2 separate regions of the Oryzias latipes genome follow, and region 2 is linked to region 1. The links are chromatin contacts, called in public Hi-C maps. All regions are on one chromosome and are shown on one strand. The core of a region is the stretch at or near the end of the contact, and the rest is flanking DNA. Distances in the headings are between cores, read along the strand shown.

Evidence for each region. Hi-C and Micro-C count contacts between places; a contact is called where the count stands out from the background.
Region 2: a contact with region 1 is called in a Hi-C map of embryo, with 2.5 times the contacts expected there. The contact joins the enhancer-like site here to the promoter of klhl29 in region 1. A contact is called at or near these places in 3 of 5 Hi-C or Micro-C datasets (embryo and fibroblasts).

The regions. Positions count from the first base shown.
Region 1 is chr24:2,619,904-2,624,762 of ASM223467v1, reverse strand. klhl29 (kelch-like protein 29) reads right to left here and starts at 3,051. Exons shown (of 15, transcript XM_011491437.3): 1 at 2,771-3,051.
Region 2 is chr24:2,918,300-2,923,578 of ASM223467v1, reverse strand. The region is part of intron 24 of atad2b (ATPase family AAA domain-containing protein 2B); the gene reads left to right. Among protein-coding and RNA genes, the nearest start is that of atad2b, 31 kb to the left of the region's middle. Within about 2 kb of position 2,663, at least 2 of the 8 cell types and tissues checked have an H3K27ac peak or open chromatin away from gene starts, as enhancers often do. A contact at or near this core is called in embryo, where this site is marked.

The DNA of each region.
Region 1 (4,859 bases), core at 1,802-4,301:
ATTGAAAAATTAATAAAATCACGAGAAATCATTAACGTAATTTCTATATGTAGCCGTCACTTTCAGTCATGATTGTATTTGATTAAAAAAGATTTTTATCTATTTTTTTTTTTTAGCTCGGTAGAACTATTAACGATAATTTCTGCTATTTTCCATTTCTGGTTAAAATATATATGCAATTAAATCTTACAAAAGGATCTTTTATATTTCATAGAAACACAAATGCCACAATTTCTGATTCTGCAAAAGTGCACAAAGCAAAAGATGAGTTTATTGTCCACAAAAGATGATGGCAGATGATTTTGTGGTTCATAATAAGAAAAAGGAAAATTAATAATTATTGAATTGTTTTTTCTAAATTTTTGAACATTTGATTTGCAGATTAAAAAGCTTTTTTTTATTTTATTTAAGGGGCCGTTGAGGACTTGAATGCATGAGCCAATGAAAGCGTATGAAAAGCCTTTAATAGGCAGCCTGGTAACAAAGACAAAGGGGTTTTAGTTACCTGTAGTGTCACTAAATACCATTAGAAAAGCCTCAGAAACACTTTTCTGTAATCAGGTGAAAAAACCTCAGAGATGGAGCAGTGTTCTTTTTTTTTTTTTTTTTGGGGGGGGGGGGGGGGGTCCTCCTCCATCATCTGGAGAAGAATGCTGTCAAACCCATCGGCCATGGAAATCTGGGCCCTCCGCCGCATTTCAGTGCTTCTGTAGCAAACCCCTGCACAACTCTTTAACCAGCTTCCAATCCCATTTTCTGTGAATCCCTGTGATTGTTTTGCTGACAAACTCCTTCAGAGGAAGATTTTAAAAAAATTAAAAAAAATACAGAGGCACATTTAAATAAACTGGGAAACAGACAATCATTATATGGAAAATTGGGTAAGAAGGAGCTCAGGCGCAGATTTAAAAACCCCCCTACAGAAAGGAAACACTTTAACCTTGTGAGCAAAATGGATTTCATCTTCCACCAAAGGCGCAAAAAGAAGAAGAAAAAAACCCAGACATAACTGCTCTTCCATTTCTATTAGATTGGAGCGTGTTGGTCCAGATTGACTTTGATGCCCACAGCTCCAACAGAATCAACGTAATTGCCTCTCCACTTTTATATTCTTGTTTAAAGCAACAAAAAAAATAAGGAATTGCAAGTACTTCAGATTGAAAAGGAATGGATGTGGTCGTGAACTGAAGTATTTCTGTTTGCCGTAATGGAAAAACTAAAAATACAAGATCCTGGCTTATTGCTGTTGTGAGCCCCACACAGCTTCTGCTTGCGAAGAGTCCCAAGCAAGCCTTAAGCAGTCAGCAACAACCCGCTGACTGCTCAGAGCTGCTCCGGCCTCACCTGCGACCCACACCTTTAGGATCAGGTGGTTTCAAAAGGTGCCGCCGTGGTCAAATTAGACACTCCTTAGGTTGCAGAATCCCTCTGCTTTCTGGGGTCAAGCATGAAAAATAAATAAATAAATAAAATAAAAACAGCCTTGAGCTGGTTGCAATTTGCTGACCATAACAAAAGAGTCATTTCTCGGGTGGCCTTTGCTAATAGGATAAAGGCCTCTGGGTAATTTCTAAATGAATTCCTCAGCCCAAAGCAGTTCTTGCAAAAACCACATTTAATAATTATTCCTGATTGACTTTTCCAAAAACCTAAGAAACTACAACCCATCCCCATGAAGATCTGCCGAGCAAAGCAGGTGTTTGGAGCGCCATTGTTGCTGCTGGATGGTCATCCGCCTCCATCCAGACTGGTTACTCCAAACATATAGAGGGAGAGCGCAGGTATTGGGGAGAGGACTCCCTCCTCCAAATGGCTCCAGCTATGAAGCCTTACATCCCTGACCGCACAGCTCCCTGTCTGCACGCGGAAAGGAGGACTAAAGCCCTTAATCCCAGCCCTCATTTACGGTAGCCTGCTGGAGGAGAGCGCCCGCCTCCTGCTGCACATGCTCAGCCCGTTTCAGTAAACAACACCGGGAGCGCATCCATTCAGGAGAGGAAACGCAGCCGCGTCAGCCGGCTGCACATCTATTAATACAGAGGAGCCCACGCTGGTGGCAGAGCCTGTAAGCAGGCGTCTCTGCCAAGACCAGAGCGCAGACAAACGCAGGTGAACAGGGCGGCCGTGGTGCAGCGGTAGGGCGGTCGTCCCATGATCGTAAGGTTGCAGGTTCGATTCCCGCCTTGCATGCCCATGAGTCGAAGTGTCCTTGGGCAAGACACTGAACCCCACCTTGCCTCTGGTGGTAGGCGGGCGCCTGTGTTTGGCAGCGGAGCGACCACCAGTGTGAGACTGTGTGTGTGAATGTGTGTGTGACTGGGTGAATGGGTCTGTGACTGTAAAGCGCTTTGTCCTTGTAGGAAGAAAGGCGCTATATAAGTATACGCCATTTACCATTTACCAACTTTCTCTGGATGAAGATGGTGGGATTAAACTGACAGTCAGGTGTCACGTTTACCTGTCAAACTTAGGACAAATAAAGTTGTTTGCGTCTTTTTTTCTCAATAATGCATCATGCATACACTGTACAGAAAGTGTGCAAACATAGTTTTGATCATCACACGATTTGCCCTCTTTCAGGCTGCAGGAATGCGCCATCAGTCAGAGCCGAGAGTTAAAGCGTAGAGTTTGAAGCGCAGGAGCGCTTGCGCACAAACCGTTCGGTGCGCTCCGGTACTCCGCTCCGGACTGGCACTGGGACTGATCCTCTTTATCCTCATTCATTCAGAGGCGGAACTCCTGTCCGGCGACGCTGCGTGCGCGCGCTTACCTCTCCAGCCGCTCGCAGCCGCTGTTCCCTCCGCGTTTGTCCTTGTTTCGCCTCGGCGCTGCTTATGCCCGGATGCTGTCTTTATCCCGCAAAGACCGCAGACGCATTTTACAGCAGGGAGCGTGGCGCAGGGCTGTGCGTTTGGTCAGAGAGTGGCCTGACAGCGCGCGACTCCGCACGTCACCAAAACGCTGCGGACCGGGGGACTGACGCGTCTTTCTGCGCTCGGCGCGCGGCGGCAGATCCGGCTGTTCGGAAGGGCTGGCACACCGTGTGGCCACTTTACTCCCGATGCTGCTCCTCCCCTTTCACTTTGTTTTGCTGACAAGCCCTACAGCGCCTCCCACCAGTCACGGAGTGCAACTGCAGTCTCCTGCAGAACTGTAGTCCACGGAGCTTTCCTATCCGGGGGAGTCTGGATCAATAGCAGCCATCAGAGGAGTTGAGAAGTTCACAAATTTAAATAAACTATTCCAACTTTTTCATAAGCAGCTGGAAAAAATTAGAATGGAGGCACATTTACAAATAAGTTAGATTTTTACATTAATTTGTTGATAAATATCTTGAAAATAATTGTTTGCTGACTCCATGTAAAGACCAAAAGCCTCTACCTTCTGGTCAAATGCTGGTAATCACATTTAATTTGCATCAGCAAATGAAGCCTGATTAGGCAGCAATGAAAATCAGCATGGCTCCGGCGAGAAACAAGCAGCACAAAATCAATGCCTCTTTTGCTTTGACCTGCTTTTTTCCCATGAGCACTAGCAGTGGGATGCCGAAGAGCAAAGACATTAAGAAAAGGAGAAAAAGAAAAGATAGACGCTGATGTAGCTGTAAAGAGAATGTGGCTCCTCCACAGAGGACTTTCACGTTTGTTGGAGTAAACAGTTAATTATGCATGAATGCAGCAGATTTTCTTGTGTTAACATTCAGATGGTTCAGCCTTATCTCTGCATGCTCTGGAGATAACCTGCCTCCAATTAAGTCAGACAGGAAACTTTGGAGCAGCAGGAGGTCTTCTGTGAAGACTGTAACCTTGCAGACATTTCAACCAGTTGGTGGCGCTCACCCAATGGATGTTGTGAAGCAGCTGGTTTATGCTCCAGTTTTACCTGACCTGTGCTTTACCGCCATGGTTTTGACTTGCTCTTGTGTTGGTTACACGGTGAGACCATATTTGTGATACACCAAAGGGTAAATTGTTATAATATCTATGGTCAAACCCTTGAAGTTATTGCAGATGGAACCATTTTCATTGAGCTTGAGCCATGGTACTGCAATGATTTCTAATCAGAGCTTGTGTTTTAGTGATTTTCTTTAACCCAAAATGCACAATTTCTACACTTAAAGTCCACTTAGTCTTCACCCACCTGGGTGTGTAGAATTTGTTCTCTGCGGTTGACCTTTGTCCTTGTCAGGAGGGAAAAGGAAGTAGCATTGTTTCGTCTGATGATACCGTTACACCGGGCTTGGAAATGCGCGTTCGAATGACGCTTTCTATTGAGGGTCTAAAGGTACAACCACACTTCCAATGAAAAGTCTCTGTAAACACACATCAACCCTTTTTCCAGGCTTCTGCGTCCAGAACTCTCATGTTCACTCGTCGGTACACATGTTTTTTGCCGGCTATATGTACAAAACGAGGGTTCATTGATAGCGTGCTGGAAGTTCAACCGTTTTTGGCTGTTAAATCACAACATTGCTGAAATTTGACCAACAAGGGACTCAGTTTTGGGATTGACATGTAGGGAGGGTCCTTTTCAAAGCACAGTAGGGCCAACCATTGTGAACATGATGACAAAGGGAATGGTAAATGGCGTATACTCATATAGCGCTTTTCTACCTTCCTTGAAGGCCCAAAGTGCTTTACAGTCACAGTCCCAGTCACTCACACATTCACACGCTGCCGAACACTGCACCAACCTTCCACCAGAGGCAAGGTGGGGGTTCAGTGTCTTGCCCAAGGACACTTCGACTAATGGCGTGCAAGGCAGGAATCAAACCTGCAATCTTACGAACACAGATCGACTGCCCTACCGCTGCACCACGGAAATTAATAATTGCGGTTTCTGCTCGGCTGTCACCACAA
Region 2 (5,279 bases), core at 1,414-3,913, 300 kb before region 1:
CGACCGCTGCGGATCGCATTACTGCGCCTCTCCCCAGCACACGCCTCTGCAGGCGTGTGCTGGGGCAGCAGATATTTTCCCCAGAAAGCCTTCATGGCCCCCTGTGACTGTAGGAGCGAACGCAGGCTGACATATTCAACAGTTCCTGGAGCTGCTGGTGCATTAGGGCATGTCTGTCTTCTGTGAAGAGGGCACCGCAGGTACTGTCATCCCACCGGCCATTTCCTCTGCAGCAGAGGTGGAAACACTGAATAATCTTGCAAACGTGTGATTTTACTACTGAAGCATGTTTAGGTTGTATTTGTTTTTTTTTCCTTTTCTGTCTGACACCAGTGAAGACGGTAACGTCACTAACGGTATCCTCTAACGCTTTACGCTACATGAACCGACTGGTTCCCAGCCTCTGTTTTGTTTTCAATGTGCAGAAAAAACAGAGTTTTGTCAGTGAAACGGAAAGACGGGGATATAGAAATCGGAGAAAGTGACTGATCTCCTTAATTTCAGGAGGCACAGATGGGATGTTTTATTGATCTGGACATCTCATCAAGTCTGCAAAGTGTGTCGTGAGGATGACAAACGGCCGCCGTCCTTTCACGACTGAAAGATGTGGACCGGACGTCATGGTGGTGCACCGTGACCGCTCTCCTGAAGTGTTTGATCACGTATAAATGTAGTTTACGCCATCAACAGTATCTGAGGAACTAGACTGAGTGAGGGGGACGTCATCCATAGAAAATGGCTCCAACCAAATAAAGTCAGTTCAGTCGCTTCTTTTTTTAGCGATACAGCCGCTGCCATGTTGGTGCCAGAAGTTAGCAGTGATTGGCCCGAGTTGGTCTGAGTTGTCGTTTCTATGGCAGCCACTCTCCCCAATCAGGAGTGAGTTAGTTGGAAGGCCACACCCCTACCACTTGTAAACGGGCTACACGGAATCTGTCAGAGGCCAGCAGGCTCCCCCGACTTTTATTGAGGCCTCTGATTGGTCAGTTTATAACTTGAAGAACTTAAACTACAGGGGAAGAAAACAGGATCAGCAAGAACATGTTAACAAGGTAGCAGAGCACTGACTAATACAGCGTTTCCTTGCTATGCTGCGGTTTATTTTTTGTATCCTCACACATTTTCAGTCAAGAATGCTTTCAGTTTACTAAATTTGCATTTCTGATCGCGATCAAATCTTTGTTTTCATTCTATAAAATTTTGGAACTTTGAAAATAAAGTCTATAAAGTGGTAGTCAGGGCTTTTACAGCCTTAAAACATCTGTAATCCTACTTTGTGAATTTCACATATCACCGGTTATTTAGGGAACGCGTCCCCCGCGAAAACGAGGCAACACTGTACACAAAATCCATCAAACATTTAGAACTGTGGACGTGGGGGCCAGCTGGATCATCTAATTGGTCTGCTCATAACCTGAATAACTTTCAGAAAAAAATATTGATTATCAAGAACGTCCAGTTCTCACATCCAGTCAACGGTTTATACTTTGGGTAGACATGGTGGGGGATGTACAGGAGAATGAACCAAACCTCCACGTGTGTCCGTCACATTAGATAACTGAGTCAGTGATGTTCCAGCAGGATGAAAGCGAGGAGGAAACGGGAGGTTTATGATCTAAAATGATTAGTTAAAGAGGAGTCAACCTCCTGCACTCCTGCAGACACAGTATCCCTCAGGCCTGCATGGATGTAGACATGAGATTCCACCATTAAAGGGAGAGTCGGGAGCTTTGATACAAATTAAAACAGGATAAATGCAGTTTTACAGCTCAAGAAGCTATTTGAAGTTCAGTGCTAAAAAAAATAAATAAAGGCTCTTCATTTTTCTTTCATCTATGCTGGGGATTTGAATGCAAAGTACTAAATAGGTGTTCCTCATTTCGATCCTGTGAATAATCTGTTTCAAAGTCTCTTTTAGTTTCCTCACATCTGCACGTCCTTTCTGAGAACATTAGTGGTCATTGTGTGTGTAATAGTTTTGTGTTATTTCTCCTTCAGTGGTTTAGAAACGGCTGAAAGCCCCACAGGGGCTGATGGAAGTTCAGGATAACCTTTTTGTTGCTTATGTTTTCTGAAGCAAAGATACATTATTGTTCCTCCTTTGCATTTTCCCTCCCTTAAATACAGACTATTTTGTTTGTAGAAGACCAATAGTTGCATTTCAGCCACAAATTCTGAGATCTCCTGTAAAAGAGGCATGCTAAGACCTGATCTTTAACAGAAGTTAGTTTTTTTTTCACAGTAAAATGCAGTCTGAATTAAAGATTCATTCGGGGTTTAGTGTTAAAGCACTGACGATTGCATCTGTACTCACAGTTTTGTGCGACGGAGATGACAGCAGGGATTTCGTGTTACTGCAAAATTGTCCATAGATGTCACAGGTCTGATTTATTTATTTAATACTTTTCTCCATTTGGATAGCGAGCTCCTGAGGCTTGGGGCTGAGAAGCGTTTGATTCTTTTTGTGCGGCGCTCTGACAGGAGTGTGCGGTTGAAGCTGGGAAATGCCTGCCTCTGCATTAATCTTGTAGAAGTTGAGGAGTTCTTCTAATTATAACAAAGTGCAGTGGTATTCTCTCTTGCTTCCTCCCATCCCCATCAGCATATCTCTTGTCTGCCTCTTCATGCTCCAACACTCCTCATGCATTATTTAAGAGCTGACTATGACGAGTCATTTGCTGCCATTCCGACTCACCTTTCCCTCCCCCAGGAGCACACTTTATAGCTTCAGTGCTGATAGCTGACCCCGGGAAGACCTTTTTTCTTGCACTGTTGATTGATTGTTTTGATTTGTGTGATCGGAATGTCCGATCGTGGAAGGTTTGCATTTTAAGTCTTTTTATGCATATGACTTGGTGTTTGAGGAAAAACAAGCTGTTTTAATGAAGACTTCTCTGGAAAACCTTCATTAATAAAAGCTTCTGTGATGAAATTGAGCAACGGCAGGACTAAAAACCTGGTTCTGCCTCGACGACGACGACTGCAACCACGGATTCAGACCAACGTTTTTGATCACGTGAGCTTTTTGCCTCACAAAATATGATGCCACTGAAATACCCATGATGCCTGGCCTGGTTTCTGGAGCTTTGTTTTTGCTCCTTTTCCACCTAAATCGCGAGTATAGCCGAGCAACTATCCACGTTGGAGTCACACCTGAGATCTGGCCGTCTCTTGCACAGGATGCCCCACTGTCTGCAACCTTCAGATAAGATCTGGAGGAATAAAAAATGAAAGCTACTTCCTACCTTAAAATAATCTCTGGCTGCAGTCCCTGTTCCCTTTTGAGAGCGGCTCTTACTCAAACTGGCTTCCCGATAGCCTTTGAGCATCCAGCTGGCCAGGCCTCCCCCAATTCTTTCAAAGTCTCTGGACTCTGCAACCCCTCTTTTTCTTTTTCTTTCTTTTTTTTTTTTGTAAAGTGCCTTTTTTGTGCTTGGAAAACACAACTGGAAGCCATCTATCAGCTCTCCAAAGAGATGGCGCTCCTAGCTCATGCAGTCACTGCTGCTTTTGTATTATAAATGGAGAATGTAGTAAAAGTTTCAAGCCACTACAGCCGCATTATAGCGAGTATTTGAATAGGAAGGAGAAGATGGATTTCACTTTTGGAGTCGGGCAGATGCAACACGAGAATTTGATTCCTACTGACAGCTGTTGGAGTTAAAGTAAAGCAGCGGAGGGTTGAAACAAAGACGCAACGGCAGATAGAAAAAAAAAAACACCTTAAGGTTCACAAAGAAGCCAATAGGAAGATGAGCAGCATGTGATGATCAATAACAAAAAATGTTTTTTTTAAAACAATTGTTAATATCAAGACGTGTTTATGTAGATTTTATGATACTGGCGGAAGACCCTCATAGTTTTCTCTTCATCTTTTTTTTAAATGCCCTTTTATATAATAATGAGTGGAAAACAATGAATTTATCAGGCAGCTCTTTATAATTCTGATTAGGTATTTTGGATTGCAGGAAATTAGTTCCTTTGTTTAAGTTTCAAGGTGGAAGAAAAGCATCCAAAGCTGTTGGTGACAACTGCTAAAATCCTGAATTGGTCCACATGTTTATGATTCCGCTGAATATTTTGTAACTAAAAACCTTATTTTATTCCACAAAAATGTCACAATTACCTCGAAAGAAATGTAAAATTTGAACTTTGATGAACCAATATTGATTTTCTAATTTTTAATTATGATTATGTTGTTTTAGCCAAACTCAAAAAACCTGTTTTTTTTTAGGACATAGTTTCTGCAGAGCGGCAGGGGTTCATTAGAAATTCACATCCGACTTGTGGGCGGGACTGTTGGCAATCCCGTACCCTCATCCCTCCCTGTTTCTGAGAGCTCTCAGTTTACCCCCCCCCCCCCCCCCCCCCAAAAAAAAGCTGACTTTTTCAAACGACATTTATCCGTCTGATCATGATTCATTTAAATTAACAAATACTCAAAAAATGCTTTTTTTAATCTCAGTTTATGTCCTCCATCTTTAGGAAAATGCTACGGGAGCATTTTTAAAACATGATTCTGGGTCATTAAAACAAACCTGCTCATAAAAAAGCCATAAAGTCATGAGACAGCGTAGTACCTTTAAGCCTTGATTGGCAGCTTTCAGCTACAGTTTGTGTTTTTTTTGGTAATGATTCTCCACTGTGATTGATTTAGCGTTTGGCAGATTTGGATCATTACAGTCCCTGGACAGTATTTAAGGACAGGACTTGATGGATCCTGATGAATTCTCCTGTTCCTGTCCAGGGCGTCATTTGTATTCACACACATGACAGACATGCGTGTGAATATAGAGGGTCTTAGTTATCGGTCCGTTTCCTTTTTGCCGTTGGTTGACTGCTGGAAGAGTTTCTGTTTTATTTTCCTCCCTGGATTCAGGTTTTGAATTTGAACAGAATGTTTTTTTGTGGGTCTGGTGAAGGACCTCCTTTAATAAGCGTTTAAGTGTCTTGCATTGGTTTGCTCTCTGTCCTTACATCTACTCTCCGTCCGCCGGCCTGGTAAAAACAGTGAATGATGCCAAACGCTTTCTGACTGCCTTTCATGTAGGATTTACTCCTCCTGGCTTTGACTCTTTTACCTCCCTTCCAGGGCGGATTCTGCTCTTTCTTCTTCTACTTAAAACTCCAAGCCGCATCTGTTGTCATTAGTGTTTAGGATCTATTTAGAGGGACTGCAGTCTCCTCCTTTGTCTCCACCTTTGAATGGTTTTACTCCTTTTACCTGCACGTTTCTTATATATGTCTTAAACTGAGTGCTTTCTGCTTCCTTTTGTTTC